Linked DNA regions of Mus musculus: region 2 is linked to region 1. Evidence: chromatin contacts called from public HiChIP or PLAC-seq data. All regions are on one chromosome and are shown on one strand. The core of a region is the stretch at or near the end of the contact, and the rest is flanking DNA. Distances in the headings are between cores, read along the strand shown.

The links. HiChIP or PLAC-seq counts read pairs in DNA pulled down with a chosen protein or histone mark.
Region 2: a contact with region 1 is called in an H3K27ac HiChIP or PLAC-seq map of the HPC-7 cell line, with 10 times the contacts expected there. The contact joins the enhancer-like site here to the promoter of Mrpl28 in region 1. A contact is called at or near these places in 24 of 39 promoter capture datasets (the 3T3-L1 cell line, 3T3-L1-derived adipocytes, the C10 cell line and 18 more), 4 of 15 datasets of contacts at CTCF or cohesin (CD8 T cells, the NIH/3T3 cell line, large pre-B cells and 1 more), 50 of 484 Hi-C or Micro-C datasets (the 63-12 cell line, the AML12 cell line, B cells and 30 more), 23 of 115 datasets of contacts at active chromatin or transcription factors (the 230-238 cell line, the HPC-7 cell line, the SCID.adh cell line and 11 more) and 4 of 9 other capture datasets (adipose tissue, liver, macrophages and 1 more).

What each region holds. Positions count from the first base shown.
Region 1 is chr17:26,121,190-26,125,338 of GRCm38.p6, forward strand. It overlaps Mrpl28 (mitochondrial ribosomal protein L28), which reads left to right and starts at 2,314. Exons shown (of 5, transcript NM_024227.3): 1 at 2,314-2,660; 2 at 3,367-3,519; 3 at 4,068-4,149. The coding sequence starts at 2,373. Pgap6 (post-glycosylphosphatidylinositol attachment to proteins 6) reads left to right here. Exons shown (of 13, transcript NM_021793.2): 12 at 351-467; 13 at 749-2,065. The coding sequence ends at 1,045.
Region 2 is chr17:26,228,289-26,232,437 of GRCm38.p6, forward strand. All of the region lies in intron 1 of Fam234a (family with sequence similarity 234, member A), which reads right to left. It also overlaps the pseudogene Gm20026. Among named protein-coding and RNA genes, the nearest start is that of Gm23123, 6.9 kb to the left of the region's middle. Within about 2 kb of position 1,688, at least 30 of the 459 cell types and tissues checked have an H3K27ac peak or open chromatin away from gene starts, as enhancers often do. A contact at or near this core is called in CD8 T cells, the HPC-7 cell line, the P5424 cell line and 9 more, where this site is marked.

The DNA.
Region 1 (4,149 bases), core at 1,064-3,563:
AGGTTGCATCTAAGGCCACCCTGCTTGTAGATCCTGGAAGGCTTGGTATGCACGGTCATGCAAGTGTGTACAAGACTGCCCATTAGGAGTGGACATCATCACCTAGTCCTCCAAAGGTCCTTTGGACACAGTAAAGGGACTAGAGGAAGGGTACTTCCCTCCCAGGGGCTGAGCAGGAACGGGGCAGAGTCTTAAGAGGAGCCGACAGAGGAGAGGAGCCAGGATGTTGGGAAGCTGACCTGGGTAATCAGCGCCCCTGACCCCAGCGCCTGCCTATTGTGTCTCGTGCTATCACAGGTGATTCCAGCCAAAGGCTTCTATGGCCTCACAAACCACTGTGTCTCTCCTAGGTACTACTTGTCCTCGGCACACTCGTCATCGCCATGTCCTTGCAGATGGATCGCAGGGGCATCTGGAACTTGATGGGACCTTGCGTCTTTGCTTTTGTGATCATGGCCTCCATGTGGGTAAGGAACAGGGCATATAGTCTCCTGTTCAGACTCATGGAGAAGAGAGCCAGGCCCTTAATTCCAGTTATGCTGGGAGGGCTCCAAAACTCCACATCTGTTTAGAGTCGGTAGCAGCTACCCATAGAGCCCCAGTCTGGCTATGTGCCTTAGGTCTTGTGCCGATAACCACTAGGCATGAGGCCATATGCACTTCTCCTGCCCAGATCTAGATAGACCCCATACCTCTTGGCTCTGGGTCTGCACCAACCAACCAACTCCCATGTGGCTATCCACTCTAGATATACCGCTGTGGGCACCGGGGACAGTGCTACCCAACCTCCTGGCAGCGCTGGGTCTTCTACCTCCTGCCTGGCATCTCCATGGCTTCCGTTGGCATCGCCATGTATACTTCAATGATGACCAGTGACAATTACTACTACACCCACAGCATTTGGCACATCCTACTGGCTGGTAGTGCAGCATTTCTTCTGCCACCACGAGAGGAAAAAGCTGGGTCCTGGGCCTGTTTGCAGAAGTTCCCTTGTCACTACCAGATCTGCAGGAATGATCGGGATGAGTTGTACACAGTGACCTGATAAGGCTGGTTCATGGACACCTGAAACTCTAATGACCTCTTCAGCTAGGACAAGCGAGAGAGGTGCTTGTCTAGCCCCAACCAGGTTTCCATCTGAATAAAATTGTCCTGAGACGCTTGGCTTCTTTCTCCAGAGAAGACCCCCTCCACCCCAAAAAATCTTTATGGCTGCTGCCAATTCCTCTGAAGGTCACAGCTGTTTCCACCTGGAGCCCACAGGTGCCACGTGTGGGCTGATCACGCTGTTATGGATGGGGATACAGATAAGGGATTCCTGTGGTCCCCTTCCTTTGGAAAGCCGTGATATGAGACCCACAAGCAAGGAAGTCTGAGTGCACAGAGGTCACTCACTGTCTCTGACATCCTGTACCCTTAATGCCATCCTGCCTTGGCATGGGGATACCCTCCTGCTGCAGTTGCTATGGTAGAGTCCAGGGTCATCAGAGAGCTGATTAAGACCTGGAGTGCTGTGTGCTGTCCCTCCCTCATTGTCTGTTGGAGCAGGAGGCCTTCGGGAGAGCCTGAGGTAGCAGGCTGCTCAGCTGTATGAGGTCTGGCTCCAGAAGGCACACAATGCTCGCTAGTGTTCCCTTCTCTCTTAAGGGGTCCAAGGCCCCAGTCTGGTGAGCATTCTCCTGTGCTGGCCCTAGACACTTGGATGAGGCTGACCCCTACTGGATCAACTGAGGATTAAGGAGTGGGTTCTGGATCCCCAGCCCAATCTTTCTGGTCTCCTGGGGTCACTGAGCTGGTAGTGCTGTGTGCCCAGGCCATTTGGTTCCCACTGTGAGGCTCATCTGCTCTGAGTACTGGGATTGCAGGTGTGGGCTTCTGGGCTCCTTCCCAAGCTACTAACATCCTTTATTTGGCACCAAAGCACACTTTAGCCCCTGAAAGGGGAAATGTGTATATTCTGTTGGGGGTGGGGGGCAGGTGGTAAAATGTTACTGTTCTAAGATATGAAGGCATATTTTTATGTAATTGGTGAATTTAATATTCTACAATAATTTTTCAAATCAAATGAGTGGTCTTTTTTTTTTTTTTCCTTGCGTCCCTGGAGGGAAAGGGAGGTTGAGCTCAGGGTAGCCTTTCCCAACAGGCTTGCCAAAGCTGCTGGGGAACTCCTGGGCTGCACTTGGCAGACGGTGCCTTGAACCCATTCGCAGTAGATAATTTTTCATGGTCCCTAAAGGAGGCGGAGGGAAAGGGATTAGTTTAGATGGACGGGCGTTGCTGCCAATTGGCAGCGAGCGAAGGCGCACGTTCGGTGACGCTATTCCGGTTCCGGGAGGCGCGGGCGCGCTCTCCTAGAAGTAGAGGGTCGCGCGATGCCGCTGCACAGGTATCCTGTGCACCTGTGGCAGAAGCTGCGGCTGCGGCAGGGCATCTGTGCGCGCTTGCCCGCCCACTTCTTGCGCTCACTGGAAGAAGAACGGACGCCGACCCCGGTACACTACAAACCTCACGGGACCAAGTTCAAGATCAACCCCAAGAATGGGCAGCGCGAGCGCGTTGAGGACGTACCCATTCCAGTTCACTACCCTCCAGAGTCCCAGCAGGGACTGTGGGGTGGAGAGGGCTTGATTTTAGGCTACAGATACGCCAACAACGACAAGGTGGGTGCGGACCATCTCGGCTGTTCTGCATGCTTTGCTGAGCAGGCGCTGCTCTGGGCGCCACAAACGGTCAACCAGACTAACACAAGCGTTTTGTTTACGGAGCAAGCTAACTCCGATAGCAAAGTCTAGTCCTGAAGTGGGGTGGTCCTGGATCAGATAGTATCAAAAGTAAGGACAGAGTGGGGACAGTGGTGGAGAAAAGGAAGGAGGAAGGATAGATTCGAAGCTTGTGCCGAAGAGGAGGGAGAAGTGAAATCTGCTTGTCACCTGCTAGTTTCTATGCGCATTTCCCTCATTTTTAGGACGGAATAACTTTGCTCCTAGTACATAAAAATCAAAAAGACCGAGATGACTGCCTGGAGTCTATCTCTTCTGGTGATACTCTGCTCCTAGGCAAGCCCTGTGGGAGGAGAGAGTATGTTTCAGGCCTTCCAGGGTGTCATTCACTTGCCTGTGGCTACTGGGTTTCAGCTGTGTGAGAATCTGGAACATATACCAGTAGCATTAGGGCTAGCCTGAGTGAAGCAGACATCTAGGTGGGTGGGTGTCCAGAGCCAGCTCAGGGGCCCTGACCTGCATCAGTGGTCCTGAGGAGCGTCTGAGGAAGGGAGAGGGCCTGGCTCACAGTAGCCCAGGTTCCAGAAGGGTGCTTTGGGGCCCACTTGGTCTATAGGAAAACGGGAGGTTTCTCTTGCACCCTTAGCTCTCCAAGAGGGTGAAGAAGGTGTGGAAGCCACAGCTGTTCACTCGGGAGCTTTACAGTGAAATCCTGGACAAGAAGTTCACCGTGACTGTGACCATGAGGACCCTGGATCTCATCGATGAGGCCTATGGATTTGACTTCTATATTCTCAAGGCAAGCAGGGGTTAGTGCACTCCAAGGTCTTGTCAGACTCGTGGGAAGTGCCGAGTGCACTGCATGGGCATGGGCAGGGAGTGTGGGGCACCCCAGGGTAGCCATTACAAGTAGGACTGAGTCCCTGTTGGTGCAGCCCCTGAAGCTTTCTGTCTTGCTGAGGCCACTCCCTGTGAGTCGCTGACTTGTCCAATGGTTGTAGCCATTTCTTTTTCTTTCTTTCTTTCTTTTTTTTTTTTTCGAGACAGGGTTTCTCTGTATAGCCCTGGCTGTCCTGGAACTCACTCTAGACCAGGCTGGCCTCGAACTCAGAAATCTGCCTGCCTCTGCCTCCCGAGTGCTGGGATTAAAGGTGTGCGCCACCATGCATGCCTTGGGCCTGACCCATATAGGCTTGGATGCTAGCGCTGATCCCAATGCCTGTTCTGCTGTGGTCTAGCTTAGGGCTGCCAGCAGCTGAAGAAGAACCCATAGGGTCAGCTGACAGGGTGGGGGGGTGGGGTGGTGAGCCTGCTGTAGCACCCGACCCTATGTGAACCTTCTGCCAGACCCCTAAGGAGGACCTGGGCTCCAAGTTTGGCATGGACCTGAAGCGAGGGATGCTGCTGAGGCTTGCTCGCCAGGACCCCC
Region 2 (4,149 bases), core at 438-2,937, 110 kb after region 1:
GGCAGAGGCAGGTGGATTTCTGAGTTCGAGGCCAGCCTGGTCTACAGAGTGAGTTCAAGGACAGTCAGGGCTACACAGAGAAACCCTGTCTCGAAAAACCAGAAAAAAAAAAAAAAAAAAAAAAAAAAAGAATTCCCGGGTCTGATGCGCAGCCCAGCACCACATGCACTGGGCATGGCAGCATATGCCTGGGATCCAGGGGAGGCAGAGGCAAAAGCATCACAAGTTCAAAGCCATGCTCACCTATACAGCAGATCTAAAGCTGGCTACACAAGATCTCCGAAAAAAAAAAAACAAACAAACCCATAATGGGGGTCATTAGGAGGCTCATTGGGCAAACCCTTGCTATCAAGCTTTACAGTCTAAGTTTGATCCCTGGGCTGCTTCACACAGTAGGGAGAGTAATCAGCTCTTGCCAACTTGTCCTCTGACATTATTCACACATGTGCTGTGGCACATGCACACAAACATACACACACACACACACACACATACACACACACACACACAATGTAGTTAAAAAAAACTCAACCACAATCAGGCATGGTAGTACATGATGGGCCTGATTTCTTTCTTTTCTTTGATTCTTACTCCTTCCCCACCCCTCCCCTCTTTTTTTTTTTTTTTTTTTTTTTTTTTTTTTTAAAGATCCTTTCTATGTAGCCCTGCCTGCCTATCCAGCAAGTTCTTATATAGACCAGGCTGGCCTCAAACTTAGAGATCTACCTGCCTCTGCCTCTCTGCGCCTCTGCCTCTCTACGCCTCTGCTCTGCCTCTCTGCGCCTCTGCGCCTCTGCCTCTCTGCCTCTGCGCCTCTCTGCCTCTCTGCCTCTCTGCCTCTGCGCCTCTCTGCCTCTCTGCCTCTCTGCCTCTCTGCCTGTCTGCCTCTCTGCCTCTGCGCCTCTCTGTCTCTGCCTCTCTGCCTCTGCGACTCTCTGCCTCTCTGCCTCCTGAGTGTTGAGATTAGGTGTGAGGTTCACTCCTGGTGTGCTGGTAACCATTAAAAGAGCATTTGTGGGTTTTGCAGTAATCACATATTCACTATTAAAATATATAAATTCATTACAAATCTATATATTCGTAGATGCAGGCTAGAGGGGTAGCTTACCAAAGTTTGATTTCTGGTCCCACACAGTGGTTCACTATTGTCTATAACCACAGTCCCAGAGGATCCAGCAGGCATACACATCTTTTTTTTTTTCAGACAAAACATTTACAGACATAAAGTAAAACTTTAAATCTTTAAAAGTTTGTAGATACTAAAACGAGAGGTGGGGGAGGGATGTGATGGCTCATCCTGCAATGCCAGCACTCAGGAGGCAGAGGCAGGCAGAGCTCTAGAGTCTGAGTTCAGCCTGGTCTACTGAGTGAATTCCAGAACAGCCCCCCCCCCCCAAAAAAAGAAATAAAGAAAATGTGTGGGGTTTGTAGCTGTGGCTCAATGTCAGAATATTTGCCTAATATTCAAGAGGCCAGGGGTTCAATGCCCAGCACTTAAAATTTTTTTTAAATCATAAATATGGTTGTAGAAATGGCTCAGTGGTAAAGGTACTTACTGCACAAGCCTGCTCTCTGCCTGTCACACATGCTCTGCTCTCTGCCTGTCACACATGCTCTGTGGTCTGTGCGCGAGTGGACACAGGGTGATGACGACGACGATACAGTGAGGAACACTAAGACAGTGCCTCCACTTGCCTGCAGGGTTTAGTCTCATGTGAAAATCAGTTTCTACAGGAAGCACTAGTGCAGTGTGTGTGGCTGAGGGGAAGTAAGGCCTTACTTTGCTTGGGCATTGAAGGAGTCCTCAGAGTCCCTGACACAGGCCAACTGCTTTGTCCTGCCCTCAGGTGATGGGACATGGCAGCAGCTACACCCACTTTACAGATGGGACACTGAGGCCTAGAAAGTGGGACTCACTCACTTGTTGCTGATGGCCATGTCCATGTCAGGCCAAAGCTGAACCTTCTCACTAGACTCTCGGGCCAAGTGACGGTGGCCTGGAAACCCAGCAAACCCAGAACCTGGGACCAAGAGGCAAGCTTGTGACAGGGACGCAGGGATGGAGAGTTATTATTTGTGATACTAGAGACCAGAGCGAGGGTTTCCCGTACAGGAGCCCAGTGGTCTCCACTGACCCCACAACTATAGTCCTGGCTTCCATGGGCACTGCATGCATGTGTGACACGGACACACATGCAGTCACAACACCCATATGCAATAAAATAAAACATAAATTTAAAAAAGATATATAAATGAACAGTTGTTCATGGCCCAGACAAGACAGTGCATGTCTGCAATCCCAGCAATTGAAGGGTGGAGGGACAGTGACCAGGAACACAGCCATCAGCACCATCATTTTTTACATAGCAAGTTTGTAAATGAAGTCTTCAGGCAGTCTGGGAAACAGAGACAGAGACAGAGACAGAGACAGAGAGAGAAGGAGAAAGCACCAGCTCACAGGCACACTGGAGGTGTAGCTTAGAGACACAGGGTACATGTTTAGCATGCTGCGAGCTGTAGTTTTAATCCTGTTGTGACCTCTGAAAGAGAAAGAGTCATGATTCCATGTTACTCAGCCTCCATCTGGGGGCTGAGCTGAGTGTGAGTGTGCCACAGAGGAGACATGAGTGCTGTGTTGAGGGGGGAGGGTCAAGACTTTGGAATACTGGCTCAGACAAGCAAACGGTTTGCATATTGTCTTGTAAACAAAACAACAAATTTACCTAGACACTTCCCCATCAGTTATTACATTAAAGCACTATGCAAGGCATTTGGCATAGAAGCATTAGGAAGGCCGCTAAAAACATGGTAAGCAGCTTTTTCGATAAATCCTTGTGAGACAGAAGGAAAGAGGATTACATATTCACTACAGTAAAGATTATGGAACAAAATGACAGTAGAAACGGTTCCTCCATTTCTTCATTTCCTGAGAGAAGTCACGCGTGGCTGACCCATGTGATGCCAGCACCCGGCAGGCACTGGGCAGGAGCACTAGAGGTTCAAGGCTGTGCTTGTCAATACAATGAGTTTATGCTAACTAAATACCTCAAACCCTGTCTGAAAACTACAAGAAAAGGCCACATGTGGTGGCACACGCCTTTACTCCCAGCATACAGGAAGCAGAGGCAGGGGGATCTCTGTGAGTTCAAGGACAGATTTCTCTTTATAGTGAATTACCATGAGCTACATAAGTGAGCTTCATGAGAGACTGTCTTAAAGTAGAAAAACAAAGAAGGAAGAAAGGGGGGGAGGGGGGGAAGGGGGGAGGAGAGGAAGCTGAGTAGGTAGGTCAGCCAGCAGAGTGCTAGCCGGTCAAGTATGAGCCCTCCAGATGCAATTAAAAAGCTAAGCAAGCTTTGTAACCCTGCAGTAGGGAGCTGGAGTCAGGTGGGCGCCAAGGCTCACTGGCGAGGCAGCCTAGTCAGAATAGAGAGCAGCAGGTCCCGGCTTTGGCCTTCAAAAAGGACAGCTCCTGGAGAACACTAGAGGCTGGCCTCTGCTTTCCATGCCCCCCCCAACATGAACACGCATGAGCACACACACAGAATGGTAAAGCGGTGAGGTGGTCGTGTGGGAGAGCATAGCCAGAGGCAGAGGCCTCAGCCGGGCCGAGGAGGTATGTTAAGCTTCTTCATTTTAATGCTTGTTTTATTTCCTTATTTGTATCTAAATTATTTCCTAATTTGTCTCTAATAGTTTGATTTTTTAAGAAATATTTTTAAATATTTATTTATTTTATGTCTATGAGCACACTGCCGCTGTGGTTGCTGGGAATTGAACTCAGGACTTCAATAGTTTGATTTTTTTTTTTAATCTTTATTTTAGTTTTAACTTTCTAAACAGTCTGTCAAATACATACCTGCCCAGTGACATTCCCATTTTAACATTTTAAACATTAATTTAAAATTATTTATCATTAAGCTGGGTATTGGTGGCACACACCTCTAATCCCAGCACTCGGGAGGCAGAGGCAGGCGGATTTCTGAGTTCGAGGCCAGCCTGGTCTACAAAGTGAGTTCCAGGACAGCCAGGGCTATACAGAGAAACCCTGTCTCAAAAAACAAAAAAAGAAAAAAAAATTATTTATCACTTATTATTGTTGTGTGTCTGAATGCAGGCACATGTAGCAGAGCATGTGGAGATCAGAAG